Linked DNA regions of Danio rerio: region 1 is linked to region 2. A link is a contact called in public HiChIP or PLAC-seq data. All regions are on one chromosome and are shown on one strand. Each heading gives the region's core, a stretch centred on a gene start, on an enhancer-like site or on the middle of the called end of the contact. The rest is flanking DNA. Distances are from core to core; before and after follow the strand shown.

Region 1 (7,086 bases), core at 1,475-3,974, 150 kb after region 2:
AAAATTGTTGGTGGGCATTTCGCTGGCGCATTTGTGACCAAGACAGCAAATCTTGGTGTCCACCAAAATTATTTTTCGGGAGCTCCAAAGGGTAAAAATACATGGCTGGGCTGCTATAGCCAACACCTTTGGTCATCTGTGCCAATGTAAAACCTTGGTTTCAATAGTGCCAAAAGCAGGTGCAACTTAGTGTATTCAGAATTGAACTTAATTCAGAGTTGTATTAATGTGATTGTTAATGTTTTTGCTGTAATAACTTCATTAAACTTTATATATATATATATATATATATATATATATATATATATATATATATATATTATATTATATATATATATATATAGACTGCATTTGTTTATATAATCTGAAGCCATGTTTTCTAGTTAGTTTTAAGTTTCATTAAATAAATTAGGGGCGATGCAGTGGCGCACCAGGTAGTGCTGTCGCTTCACAGCAAGAAGGTCGCTGGTTTGAGCCTCGACTGGGTCAGTTGGCATTTCTGTGTGGAGTTTGCATGTTCTCCCTTTGTTCACGTGGGTTTCCTCAGGGTGCTCCGGTTTCCCCCACAATCCAAACACATGCGGTACAGGTGAATTGGGTAGGCTAAAATTGACCGTAGTGTATGAGTGTGTGTGGATGTTTCCCAGTGATAGGTTGCAACTGGAAGGGCATCCGCTGCGTAAAACATATGCTGAATAAGTTGGCGGTTCATTCCGCTGTGGTAAACCCAGATTAATAAAGGAACTAAGCCGAAAAGAAAATTAATGAATAAATAAATTAGGCAATTACTCATGAGAACTTTAATGTACCTTCGACCCACAGCCCTCAGTTAAGTTTGGTTTTTGGTCCTTTATAAGAAAAGGTTTGGGCACCCCTGTTTTTAGATCAAAAACACAGAATTTGATTAAACTTACCTAGGTAAAACCCCAAACCAGCTTTGTGCAAGAGGCCTCTTTAATTAGTCATTGTCATTTTGGTTGTTAAGTACTTGTGAATGCCTATAGACTGAACTTGCACATTTCCACAAAATTGTGTTTTGTTTTGTTTTTTCCTTTACACTGAGATAATTATGGTATAGTTTTTTTTTTCAATAAATGAATTAAACTTATACCTATAAAATACACCAAATAAACCAATACATTTACATCAAAAATAATTTCAAATAAAAGATCAACTTTATAATAATACAAATATTGTTGAAATTAAAATATTTAATATTTTTATAACATTTACAAAAACAAAAAGTATTTTAATGTAAATTCTAAACTGAAAAATGTGCAAACAACTTTAAAAATGGAACAGAATGGGTTTTCGTAACTCTGACTGATCTAAAAACAACATTTTTAAATAATAAAATAAAGTTAAAATGGTAAACTAGACCAAAATGACAGTCAAACAAAAAATAAAGCTGAGATTAAACAAATGTCCTAATCCAGAGCTAAAATATTTCCGTGCACACCTCCAAATCTGTCACATCTTTAAAATGAGCAAATTGTGTCATTTATAGGTTTAAGGCCTAATAAATAAATACATTACCCATGGTTTCCTCCAGGTCAGAATTACACAGCAGGTTTTCCTCTGGCATCTCAAGCTTCACTTCCTTATATCTCTCCTTTTTCTCTTCCACAGTCAACGTAGACTCTCTCTGAAGTACTTCATAAATTCCAGGCTCAGTTTTGACCTGAAAACTAGTTTGGTTTAAGGGAAAGTGATCTGGCTCTGTCTTTGGAACAAATGTTCTGAGCGCAGGAGGACAAGGCTGCAGGTTCACATTGTGCTGCTGGTGTTGCTCTGATAGCATTAGGACTCCCAAAGCTTCCAACTCTCCTTGCTCTGGACTCATCTGTGTGACTTTGGGACAACAGTCCATTACACAGTTCAGCATATCATTAGATGTTTCAGTTGCATCTGTGCCAACACAGATGGCATCAACATCTGATGGAAGGGGCTCCTTATCACCATTTTGCAACTGTTTGTCTTTGCTCTTTTGACTGGATAGTTTTGTTTTCTTTAACAAGTTGGGTTTCATCTTTTGAACAACCTAAATAAAAAAATTGGAAATAACAGTATTATAGGTTATAGTTTCATCTACAGGTTAAAAACAATAACATTACTGGTATAATATTTAACGTTAGAGCATTTAATGATTTTAAGGTGTTAATTTATTATAGGTTACAGTTTAATTACAGGTTAAACACAATACTGGTATAACATTTAGAACATTTAAGGAGTTAATTTGTGCAAAGGCAAATTATTAGTTTTTCAGGACCTTCAGAAATCTGGTCTGTGGTTTAAAATACGTTGGTTGGTTTGACAGACTGGTCTAGATAATCTTGAAGGTTCATACAGCATGTGTGACAGCGGCTAGCAAACATAAATAGAAGATTCGTGTTGGCTTAAATAATTAAACACGATGTTCTTACCGGGGGACAAACGTCAGTTCATTTGCTGCATTTGGATGTAACGTTAGGTTCAAACCCCACCGGTCTAGAACCTCTGGTTATTATCCAGTGGACTGTGACAGCCCTCAGTGAACACCATCTTCAAACAAACGCCTTGAACTTCCACCCCTAAAATGACACCAACGCCGTTCATTGTATTAGGTTAAATACTAGTTATAAACGACCTAACGCGGCGACTGAGGCCGTTTCACAAATCTAAAAGACGTTAAAACGATGCTGGTTGTAAATAACAACACGTAAAGGCAGCAACGATAACGCATTTCAAAATAAGACCATGAACCTAGGCGTTTTTCAAAATAAAAGCTCGCGACCCTTTCCTGCATTGCTTTTTACTGTATTTAGTTATATTTATATTAAAAGATTTTCACTATTAAATAGTATACATTTTAATATAGCTTATTTAAAAATTGTATTATTCTGTATTCAATTCAATTATTATTTTATTTCTATAGCGCTTTTACAACATTGTGTCAAAGCAGCTTAACAGAAGTTCTAGTAGATTGACACTGTGTCAGTCCATTTTCAGAGTTAAGGTTCAGTTTAGATCACTTAAGTATTGTTTAAATTTTATTGCTGAAAGTTTAAACACTAAAGGGCAAATCCATCAATGTGCAGCTCCACAAGTCCCAAACCAAGCAAGACAGGGGCGAAGAACAAAAATTTAACCAATTGATGAAAGTGAAGGGGAAAAAAACCTTGAGAGTAAGCAGACTCAGTTGGGCACAACCATTTCTCCACTGGCCCAAATTCTTGTGAGAACACTGGACATCCGTCATGGAGAACTGCAGGTGTGAGTAGGTGATCAGACTTGCACCCGGGATCAACGCAAAGACCCATCTGTCACTGGGGTGTTTCAGGAATCATGCTCTCCACTTCCCTATGACCACCACAGCATCAACTCAGGTGTATCTAATCATTAGAGACATCTAAACACCATGAAAGAGACACAGTTGCAATGTTTTTACTGTTAATGCACAGGTGTCAAACTTAATTCCTGGATAGCCTCAGCTCTGCAGTTTAATTCCAACCCTAATTAAACACACCTGATCAGACTAATTGAGTGCTTTAGACTTGTTGGATACCTACAGACAGCTGTTTTGAAGCAGAGCTGGAACTAAACTCCGCAGGGCTGTGGGCCTCCAGGATTTGAGTTTGACATCCCTAGCAGTCCAATTCTTTGAGAAGCATTATGTCAGGTACAAGAAGCTAAATGGCCAAAAACGCAACCAACTCTGGTAACCATTAATGGATGATATTTTATTATGGACAAACTTCTGTTAAGCATCAAAGGCATGTGCGTCAATCACAGAAAAAAAGACTGTAAAAGCATTTGAAAATGTCTGAACAGAACAAAGCTTTTTCACCATAGTCAAACTCAAATCCATTTTGGTCTTTCGCTTAATTTACATCACAATCCCTTGTTCTTGATTTAATGCAACAAAGTAACCAACCATCAGTTTGCAATAGCTTTTTTTCCCTCTGGAGTGTCACCCGAGATAAACATATGGCTTCTCCTGTTATGTTATTTACATTAAATAATCAATGTCAAATGAACATTTTTCGTAATATTTTATAATTCATGAGAACTTTAATTGTCAAAAAATAAGAGAAATGTAGATTTCTACATCAGCCTACATAAATACGTCAAATTATGCTCAGAAAATAACAGTCCATCTTCAGAAAAAACAAGTAAAACGGAAACTCCATATTAATGGCAATACTGTAACAAACTCCATAAAACATCATACAGATAGAAGGCTAACTGTAGTGTTTTCAGTGATTTCCTCTCTTCATTTCATCACCTTATAGTGTCTCACCAGGAGCATACTATAGCGTTTCTATACGTTTAAAATTTGCATTGCACTTTGTTCAACAGATCTTCTATGAATCTGGCTGAACATGACCCTTCGGTGAAATAAAATAGGAAACTGAATTTCATCGATCACTAGTTAAATATTGAACACATTATTTATAAATCCTTTTTACCTTTTGGTTAAACTAAATCAGTGTAAGGAGGGAACAGAAATAAAGCAAAGAAAAAAAGTTATCCTTCATTCCCTACACAATGTGAATAACATGGATGTTTTCTGGGCCCTTGTTAATCAGCTTATTCCTTCACATTAACACACACACACACACACACCTGCATTACTTAAGATAACAGCCTGAACTCATAGAACTCCAATCCTAAATCGAATACAAAAAGAGTGAGGATTCAGTCACAAGGTTGTAACAACGTCCGGTTCAAGGCAAAGTGAGTAAAGGCATGTCATCAATGCAAACAAAGGACGTGTAACCGTAAACCATCAAATCGATAGTCTGAAATGCATCTTCAGTCTGAATGAATATGTATAAAAATAAGCCAATGGCTCAACATGAACAAGACCTATTGACTAGATTCAATCTGTTATATTACAGGAAGCTTCAACTAATCACAGCCATGACAAAATACCAGTAACAAAAGCATTACAACTATTTTTTTTAACATCATCTGTCCCCATTTCTTTTTTGCAGACAATCAAAGTTTTGCACATTCAAGCGGACACGTTGCACCGTCTCTTGGTTTGGATGGCAGTTCAGATTGTCACATGAGGATATAAAGCACATTGGTTCAGCTGCAAAGTCGACGTTTTGACGTTTCAGGTGATATGTCATGCTGTAGTTATCGTCGTCTTGTCCAGCTGGTTTCAGTAGTGTATGTAAGACAAAGAACGCAGCAACAAAGCATGGATATACAAGTAGTGCATTGCATAAAGGTTGCTGCCTTAAGTCAATATGGAGCTTTTTAGGAGTGATAAACAAGTAAACAACATCTAATACTTAATTACAGTATATGTACATATCACAATTCCTATGATTCTTCTTTTTCCTCTTCTGTAAAATAAATACATCCCTTTAGTAACAAACAAAAATAAAAGGATTTTCACCCTTAAAGGAGTAGCTCACCCAAACATCCAATTTTACTCAGCATTTACAACCCCTCATATGGTGGAAAACATTTAATAATTTCTTTTTTTGTTGTTGTTGAACTTGTAAGAAGATTTCTTTTAAGAGTACTGCAAACCAGTAGCCATTGACATCCATTTATTCATTTTCTTTTTGGCTTAGTGCCTTTATTAATCAGGGATCGCCACAGCAGAATGAACCGCTAACTTATCCAGGACTTTTTTTATGCAGCAACCCAGTACTGGGAAACACCCATACACTCTTGCATTCACACACATACACTATGGACAATTTAGCTTATTCAATTCCCATTGACATCCATAGTAAGAAAAAAAACTGTGGAAGTCAATGGCCACTGGTTTTCGACCTTTCTCATCATTTCTTTTGTTGTGTTGACAAATAGTGAATGCTAGTAAAAGATAAATAAATAATTACAGAATTTTCATATTTTGTGGGTAAACTATACCTTTAAAATGGTGTCATCGTTTACGCACCCTCTTGTAGTTTAAGATACTTCTTAAAATGTCTCAGTGCTTTTTTGCTTAAACAGCTGATGTCAGTGGGATCCATTGGTGTTTGATTTTGGACCTCATTGAACTTATCTGCATTGAAAAAAAATTGTAAATGTGTAAATGATGAAAACATTTTTAACTTTTTGGGTGGTCTATCCCTTTAAAAGCTTCACAACTTCCTTTGCCCTTTCTGTTCTTAACTCTGAAAATCTCCCTTGATAGTTTTTTCCTTTTCAGTCTATTTCTCCCACTCAATTCCCATCTTATTACATGGCCATGGTTGTAAGATGTTGGTGGCCCAGCAAGCCTTTTCGGCCACCGCCGGCACCAGGATGCGTTCCTGCTCCACCGTGTCCACAGTACTCCTGCAAATTCTGCCGCAAAGTAACAAGTGCAGAACCTAAACAGGCCCGATTTGGTGCAAGGATGCCTCCTGGTAGCTGTATGAGCACTGTGGCTACCCCTGCCATCCCGTCGTCTGTGGGTTCCAGAGTGATTGGCCCAACTTTGAAGGATGAGTATGAGAAACCCATGAGTTGAGATAGGAAAGGGTCGGAGCGGCAGAAATGCTGGTAGCTGCCATGCGAGGACGGATAATGGTGTTGGTGATGTGAGGTTGGGTTGGCGGTGGAGCTGGGTGCGTAGTGGTGAGCGTTTAGGTAGTGCAGAGGCAGGTGCTGCCCGTTGTTGCCTCCACTCAGAGCCAGATGGTGGTGATGATGAGTGGCAGTGCCTGTGCCAGGGTCGTGTTTGTAGGACAGAGCCCCAGGTCGCCCCCTCTGGCCCATTACCATCCCACCAAGCTTGCCTGTTCGGACGTGGGCCAGAGACACTGCGCTGCCCCCTCCAGCTGAGGGCAAGTAAACTAACTGTGGCTCCTCTGGCTCCAGGTAGACAGTAAGTTTTGCAAATGGACGAGAGGCCATCTTGGTCATTTCTTGAATGTGGCGCCGCTGCTCGCGACGGAAATCCAAGAACTGCTTTACTTTCCAGAGTAACACGCAGACCGACAGGAAGAGGAAAAAGCAGGAGAAGAAGACAGAGAAAAAGACGAAGAGGTCAATGTGGGCTTGGTCCTGTCGTAGAAAGAGGAGGCCTTGAGATTCTCCATTATGAGTTTCTGTGCCTACTCCGCGCAGGGCAATAAAGAAACGGCTGGACTTGAG
Region 2 (7,532 bases), core at 1,938-4,437:
ACCTTTTTAAAAGGTACACATTTATACTTGAAGGCTCCATTTTGGTACCTCAAAAGTACATATTAGTTCCTAACAATTTTAAGAGGAACACTTTTGTACTTTTTAAGTACTAATATGTATCTTTCAGGTACAAATTTGTAAGGTTTTAAAAGGTACCACCTCAGTGACAGCTTGCGTACCTTTATTTCTGAGAGTGTACTAATATCCACAATATTACTACATTTGCTGTATTTTGTTGAACTAATTGCAGCTTTGGTGAACATAAGTGTGTTGAACTAATAACTGCACAAAATATTTTACAAACAAATTATACACTAAAATCTACACAAAGTATTGTACAGATTCTATATTAGCATGCATGCTTTGAAATTGTACATACAAATCTTTCAGATAATAAACAAAACCAATCCAACTGGTCTTCGTGACAGGCTTATCATTCCAGCTTTTCCACTGAAGTATAGTAATTAGGAATCCCTTTGTAATGGGTTGTACTATCTACAACAAAAACCCTGAAGCCTTTTTACTGTTGTTGACCTAAACCTTTTTGAGTCTCTGTGACTCTCTACCGTCTTCCTGTTTTTCCACTATGATCTGCAGTAACGCAACAAGCAGCCAACAAGAACACACTGTAACAATGCTCCCGTTTGGCCTTTTCACAGAATAATCTGAACTGCATTGACCTTCCAAAAGGATTACACATTCTGACAGTGGCGTAAATGCATTTTCACGAGAAGCTCAAGGAAACAAGCGTTGAGAATGTTTATAGACAACACCAGGGGGATAAAAACAGAGTAGCATCGGCTGACAGAGGAACACAGGCAGGTTAACTGATGACTGCAATTTCTCTTCAAATGCATCCAATAAATATGAACAAGGCTCACTCCATGAAGGTTAAACTAATCTAATCCCAGTTCACTCTAGCTGTCAGACAGTCGTGGCTAAGAACTACATCAAGACTAACGATGCTTCTTAAGTGCTCCTTGCCCAAAAATGTAATGGACAACGGTGGTTTTCTACACAACGAATTACCTAGAAGCCAAACATAAAATGTAAACAATGGCTGACATCAATTTACCTTGACATTAGGGCTGCACAATATATTGTTTCAGCATCGATATCGCAATGTGCGCATCCGCAATGAACAAATCGCAAAGATATGCAATGTCTAATCTGAATAGTAACTGAGCAGGAGCTACAGAATTGTATTTAATCAATGTATTTATATGTAATTTATATGATTTTTGCAGAAAAAAAATATTACTTAGAATTTTTGTCTTGTTGTCAGTCCAAATATCTACATTTTATAGCAAAAACAAGATTATTTCACATACGCCACTGGCAGATCCTTTCGCTGAAAAAAAGCTAAATCAATATCAAATTTCTCCAATATTGTGCAGCCCTACTTGAGATTCGCTTGTAAAATGACAGCAAAAACAAACTGGCTACTACGAAAACAATGGATTAAAGATTTATACTCAAGTTTGTTAAAGCATATTCATGATAAACTTATTACTAACCAGAGATTATTATACATATTTAATGCAGGCAGCTTTGATCTTAAATGTGAATTGCTGGGATTTGAATGGGGGAAAGTTGGAACAAAGCAACTAACACAATGTAACTCAGGGGTTCAGGTGGATCGAAAGACCCACCCCCAACTGATGAAGTCCAGAATTTGGCCCCTAGATTAGCTCATTTGTCTCAATTTTGACAGTATGCCATCATAAACTGTGAAAATAATTGATAAAAGAGGGCTTAAAGACGAATGTAATTATTAATTATTTTTAAAATGGACAAATTCTGCAAATGAGCTGGCTAGTTTGTTACTTGCCTATAGGCTACAGTTTTTAATTTAAAACAAGTGGAACAGATTCCTTTTTCAATGATGGATGATAAAAAATGATCATTTAAAAAAAGCTAAGTATTTTTTTTATCTTATTACAATATTTATAAAACTGTAATAACGTAATGCACATTTGTAAATAAACACAATTCTTGTAAACAAAATATAGTTTATGTCAGATTAAGCACTTTGACAAAAATGTAGGAAATGTTTTGTTGTATCAAAAAGTGTGGTAATGATAACCATCGTACAAGCTAAATTTGGTGCTTAAAATGTCCCCAAAATGCAGTATTTGAACCTCATAATTGAATAGAAAATGAGGCAAATGAATGCGAAGAGGTCCACGAGCATGTAACAGAAGGGACAGTGTTTTCTCTTACAGATGTAAAGCACAGTGATTTATGGCGGTTTAGAAGTCAGTTTTCTCTTCACCTGAGATTTTCTCACCATTGAGTGTGAAATACAAAACATGAAGCGGAATATGTTATCCACTCTCAACTTCAGATCCAGACTCCAGACCAGACTTTCAGTTTCCTTGATGGCACATAAAAGTAGTTACTCCTATTTATCGAAAAATTATTTTAATTAGTAGGGAGGAACTACGAAATAAAATGGAAAGCAATAAGCTGATTGTCCATTAAACGCTTGTGTTGAACCAGTTTGAAAACGGAAATGACATATGAGCTATATGAAGTACAACATCACTCTGTTGATATTGCTTAAACATTAATAAAATTTAAAAGAAAACTTTTCAGACTTATGTTGGCTCCTGTGGGGAATTTTATTTATGTTACTAAATGATTGAATTAATCAGATTGTGCAAATATGTGAAATTAATTACAGTGTAAAGCTAACGTTCTGTCAATGCTGATAAAGGCTAAAATATCAATAACATAAACGATGGTTATGTTGACGCATGATTTGGACGTTTTGTAGCTCTCGTAACGCGTCGAGGCATTTCAAGTAAAACTGTACGTTAGCTGTCAAAGAGCCTTATCCTCATTCAAAACATCTCGCGAATGTCTCGCAGGATTCTTACGTTATTTTGTTGAAAAATAATGTCGCAGGTCGACGGAAATAAAAGGAATGCTGGCAAGGGTTACATTGTAGCCAAACACAACATTCCTCTCGGCGAGCAAAGGCAAACTGGCAGAATCGGATCATGCTAATCAAGTGTGCGAATGCTGCCTCTGATGACAAATCACAACGCTGTGCCATAAAAATGTACAGAAAACCACCAAAATCATAACTGACCCAATAGTACACATGTTTGAGCTAAAAAACTTACCTTCTAAAAGGTGAGACGAAGTGACAAGCGCCTCTGCAGGCTTCCTGTTCTAAACTTGTCGTATGTCGTTGGAAAAAAACATTGTACGCGGAAGTGGAGACAAATTCAAGCGCGCGATGTTTGACTGCAGATTAACAAACAAGACTAAACCATTCTTAATTTGCGAAAATTTGATAAATATGCTTAGTGGTTCCAGGGTGCCATCGACAGAGAAGCTGTGTGTTTTTTTGCTTTGGGGAACGTAACTTTTCGCCTTCCACCGCCTCTTCCTGTATGACTTGCGACCACCAGAGGCCAAACGGTGTCCAGAAATTCATTTCATCTATGTCCGTGTGGTTACGAGCAGTGTTACACTAAATTCGTTCCCCTCCATTAGAACGGCTCTCAGGGCTCTTCGAACACTACACGGCTCCCTGTGGTATTACTCTACACATTTTCACCATTTATGAAATAAGCCTGACCTTTACTTTGAAATACGTTGATCTGTATGTGCAGAAAATATGAGCCTGTAGTCTTTTATTTAGCTTTTTAAAAATATTTTTTTCTATTGTCAACTTAATCTCTGTATTTAAGGCATTCTGTGAATTTGACAAGACCAATGTCTAAATAAAAAACTGTCCAAGAGTCATCTTTTAACACTATTGAAAACTAATTATAGCATTCATTTATTTATTATATTTACAGATAAAATAATAATTAGACCCCCAGTGAAATTGCTATTTATTATTTTTTTCATTTTCATTTGTTCATCAGGGGTCTCCACAGCAGAATGAACCACCAACTTATCCAGTATATGTTTTACACAACGGATACTCTTCCAGCTGTAACCTAGTACTGGGAAACACTCATACACTCTCACATTAAACACATACACTATGGCCAATTTAGTTTATTCAATTCACCTGTACTGCATGTCTTTGGAATATGGGGGAAACCGGAGTATCCAGAGGAAACCCACGCGAACATGGGGAGAACATGCAAACTCCACACAGAAATATCAAATGACCCAGCCTTGACTCCAACCAGCAACCTTTTTGCTGTGAGGCGACATGGCTAACAACTGAGCCAACATGTCGCTCAAATTGTAATTTAAAAAAACTCAAATGTTGTTTAACATATATAAGCTTTTTTTAAACACATTTAAACATGATAGTTTTAAATTTTATTGCCTTGGCTATCATGACAAAATAATATTTTTCTTATTATTTTGCAAGATATTAGTATTCAGCATAAATGTGAGTTTTCAAACATTCATTTATTCATCAATTTTTCTTTGGCTTTGTCCTTTTACTCATCAGGGGTCGCCAAAGTGGAATGAACCGTCAACTTATCCAGCACATGTTTTACACAGCGAATGTCCTTTCAGCTGTAACCCAGTACTGGGAAAAATTCATACACACTTATTCACACACACACACACAATTAACCTATAGTGCATGTCGTTGAACTGTGGGGGAAACCCATGCCAACACAGGGAGAACATGCAAACTCCATACAGAAATGCCAACTGGCCAAGCCAGGACTTGAATCAGCAACCTTAATGTAAGCCACCAGTGTCACCAGTTTTCAACAAAATTGGGAAAAATAGTTAAATCTAAATAACCTTTCAATTAACATTTTAAAATGCAACATAAGCAAATTTTAAGAATTTAAATAACATTTTCCACAGTACTGAACCTTGAAGTACAAAGTTACACTGGGTGTCAATGTTTTTCATGTAAGAATAATTCAGAGCACGTTTAATTGAACTGAAAGAAAAATCCACAATCTCACAATTCAATCTCAAGAATATTGTTTATTGCTCTTGAAGATATTACTCTTTACTCATTTTTTGTTCTAGTCATCCTTTCTGTTTTAAATTTTACAATAAAACAAAGAAAAGTTTTACTGTAAGGTAAATGGTATTTTTTCCTTTTCAATGTGTACACACAAATACGCAAAGTCCTATGTACAGCGGAAATCTTCTGTAGTATGGGCAAGTCAAGTAACCAACTGTCAAGTAACAACTCATTTAAGTTCTTATCTCGAATCTGATAAGAACTTTCCAAAGAATATCTGTGAAAACCGTTGACTCAGGTTGGTAAAATGTATTTGGCCCTTATTTTCCCCACTTCCTCGTTTTCAAGATTCATTAACGTGTGTCATTCTGCTCCAAATTGATGTACATCTTTACATTCAATTCGAATGTTCATATATTAAAACTTGATAAACATCAGAGTGAACACTGGTTAAAAAAGGAGCAGATCCTGCAACTAATATTATTCACACTTGATTAATTATAATACCCCACCACTGGGCAAATGAATTATTGAAAAGTGAAACGAGCGGCATAACTCAGTCCAGTAGGGTCATCATTTGGGCATAAATAGGGAAAATTTCCAAAGGGCACAATTAGAGGAAGCAGATATTTTTTATTATTATTATTTTTCGCACACTCCTCAGTCCATTCTTTTGAGCAATGTGAAAAACAACTGCTCCACATTGGTCAACTTTGGATCACTACACATATATTACTTAATCATTTCCCTGCCTCATATATCACTCTTGAATTAGGTACAGAGTAAAATGACACCAATACAACTATCCCATATAGTAATAGTAATTGAACATAATGTACACAATAATAAAATATATACAGTGAAATAGATACAAATTTTCAATATTCACTGACATGAGCAGTATTTTCTCTCATTCTCAGGCTCATAAAGTGTTTGTTTAAAAAAAGATATGAACAGGACATGAAATGTGAAATAAATAAATAAATAAATAAATAAATAAACATTAGCTTCAGAAGACTACGAAGGGCTTGGATTTTTATTTTAACCACAAGATGGCAATGTTTGACTATAAATTTGTCTGAATCCTTTGGAATCAGCACAATAAAACAAAAGTGCCTTATTGCTGCGCAACTGAATCAGGTTAAAATGACTCTCAATGCCATTATTGCATTTTGCTTGCATTACATTGTTCAACTGAACACTGTATTGCAGAGCTTAGCATTACTTAAAGAAAAGTCTGGGAAATACATGAAGCAGAACAAACCTACTGTCTGTCTCAGCAGGGCCAGAATGCAGTGCAGTTTTAAAAAGTGAGTGATTAAAGATACACATATTAACTTACTGTGCTGTCTTAGCTACAAGATATCTCATTGTTACCGCTTCCTATGATGAGAGAATAATAATTTCCTTTTCTTTTTATAATGTTGAAATTTTTGAAGCAGTTTTTGTGTTGCATTTTGATTTCTAAAATGACAGGGGCCATTCACATAAACATGTTTTATTATTTTTATAATTATTATAATTATTATTATTATTATTATTATTATTATTATGCAGTGATCTTCCATTTGTTTTCTATGTATCAGATTTAGATTTAAGTTCTCAGCCTTTTACCATCCACAATAACATTTAAAGAACTCAAAGCTTTTCCATTTATTTATTTTTTTATTGAGTGTTTAAACATTATAAAACAATGATTAAATCGAATACATTAAAATGAAAAATATTTTAAAACACTTTTTTCTTCTTTAATTAAAATTTTTTTAGCAAAAATTCATTTACGGTATTTTAAGTAATCTTTGAATTTACCAGATCTAAAAATCTCATATTTAATATTTCCCTTATGTGTTCCAATACTAGGGGGAACAAAGTTATTTATTCATTCATTTTCTTTTCGTCTTAGTCCCTTTATTAATTAGGGGTTGCCACAGCGGAATGAACCGCCAACTTATCCAGCATATGTTTTACGCAGCAGATGCCCTTCCAGCCGCAACAAATACTTGAAAACATCCATACACACTTGCATTCACACACATACTCTACGGCCAGTTTAGATTATTCAATTCAACTATAGCGCATGTCTTTGGTCTGTGGTGGAAACTAAAGCAGGAAACCCACGCCCGAATCAGCGACCTTCTTGCAGTGAGGCGGTCATGCTACCCACTGCGGCACTGTGATGAAAATTACTGTGAACAAAATTAATTAAATGTAAATTTTAAAAAAAGCAAACCTTGTTTCACAAAAAAAGTTGTTGTTTTAACCCAGTGTTGGTTAAAATATGAACAGACCCAAATATTGGGTTAAAAAGTGTCCTTAACATTTAACTTAAATAAAATTACCCAATGTTGGGACTGTACATATTTGACTCAATAATCATTTTGCATTCATGTTAGTCATCTGTTCGGCTTGGAAATTTCCTGAGGCCCCTAGTGAGTCTCAGGACCTAGTGCAAGACTGATGTGTTTGAGCATTGCATTTGAGTGTTTTGCAGCACTTAAAGCCTGACACGGCTTTGAAAATATATTAAACTCCATTTAAAAGTTCACTTTTTCAACTTGCATCTCAAAGTCTTACGTTTTTGACCTATTCTGCCAATCATCCAAATCTAAAACACATTCAGTGT

Evidence for each region. HiChIP or PLAC-seq counts read pairs in DNA pulled down with a chosen protein or histone mark.
Region 1: a contact with region 2 is called in an H3K4me3 HiChIP or PLAC-seq map of gastrula embryo, with 3 times the contacts expected there. The contact joins the promoter of LOC100000772 here to the promoter of arhgef1 in region 2. A contact is called at or near these places in 3 of 18 Hi-C or Micro-C datasets (caudal fin, hematopoietic stem cells and an unstated tissue) and 2 of 4 datasets of contacts at active chromatin or transcription factors (caudal fin and gastrula embryo).

What each region holds. Positions count from the first base shown.
Region 1 is chr16:29,499,488-29,506,573 of GRCz12tu, forward strand. It overlaps LOC100000772, which reads right to left and starts at 2,725. Exons shown (of 3, transcript XM_005158030.6): 1 at 2,424-2,725; 2 at 1,537-2,041. The coding sequence starts at 2,029. It overlaps megf8 (multiple EGF-like-domains 8), which reads right to left. Exons shown (of 44, transcript XM_005158031.6): 44 at 3,701-7,086. The coding sequence ends at 6,187.
Region 2 is chr16:29,351,941-29,359,472 of GRCz12tu, forward strand. It overlaps arhgef1 (Rho guanine nucleotide exchange factor (GEF) 1), which reads right to left and starts at 3,188. Exons shown (of 31, transcript NM_001044848.2): 1 at 3,132-3,188.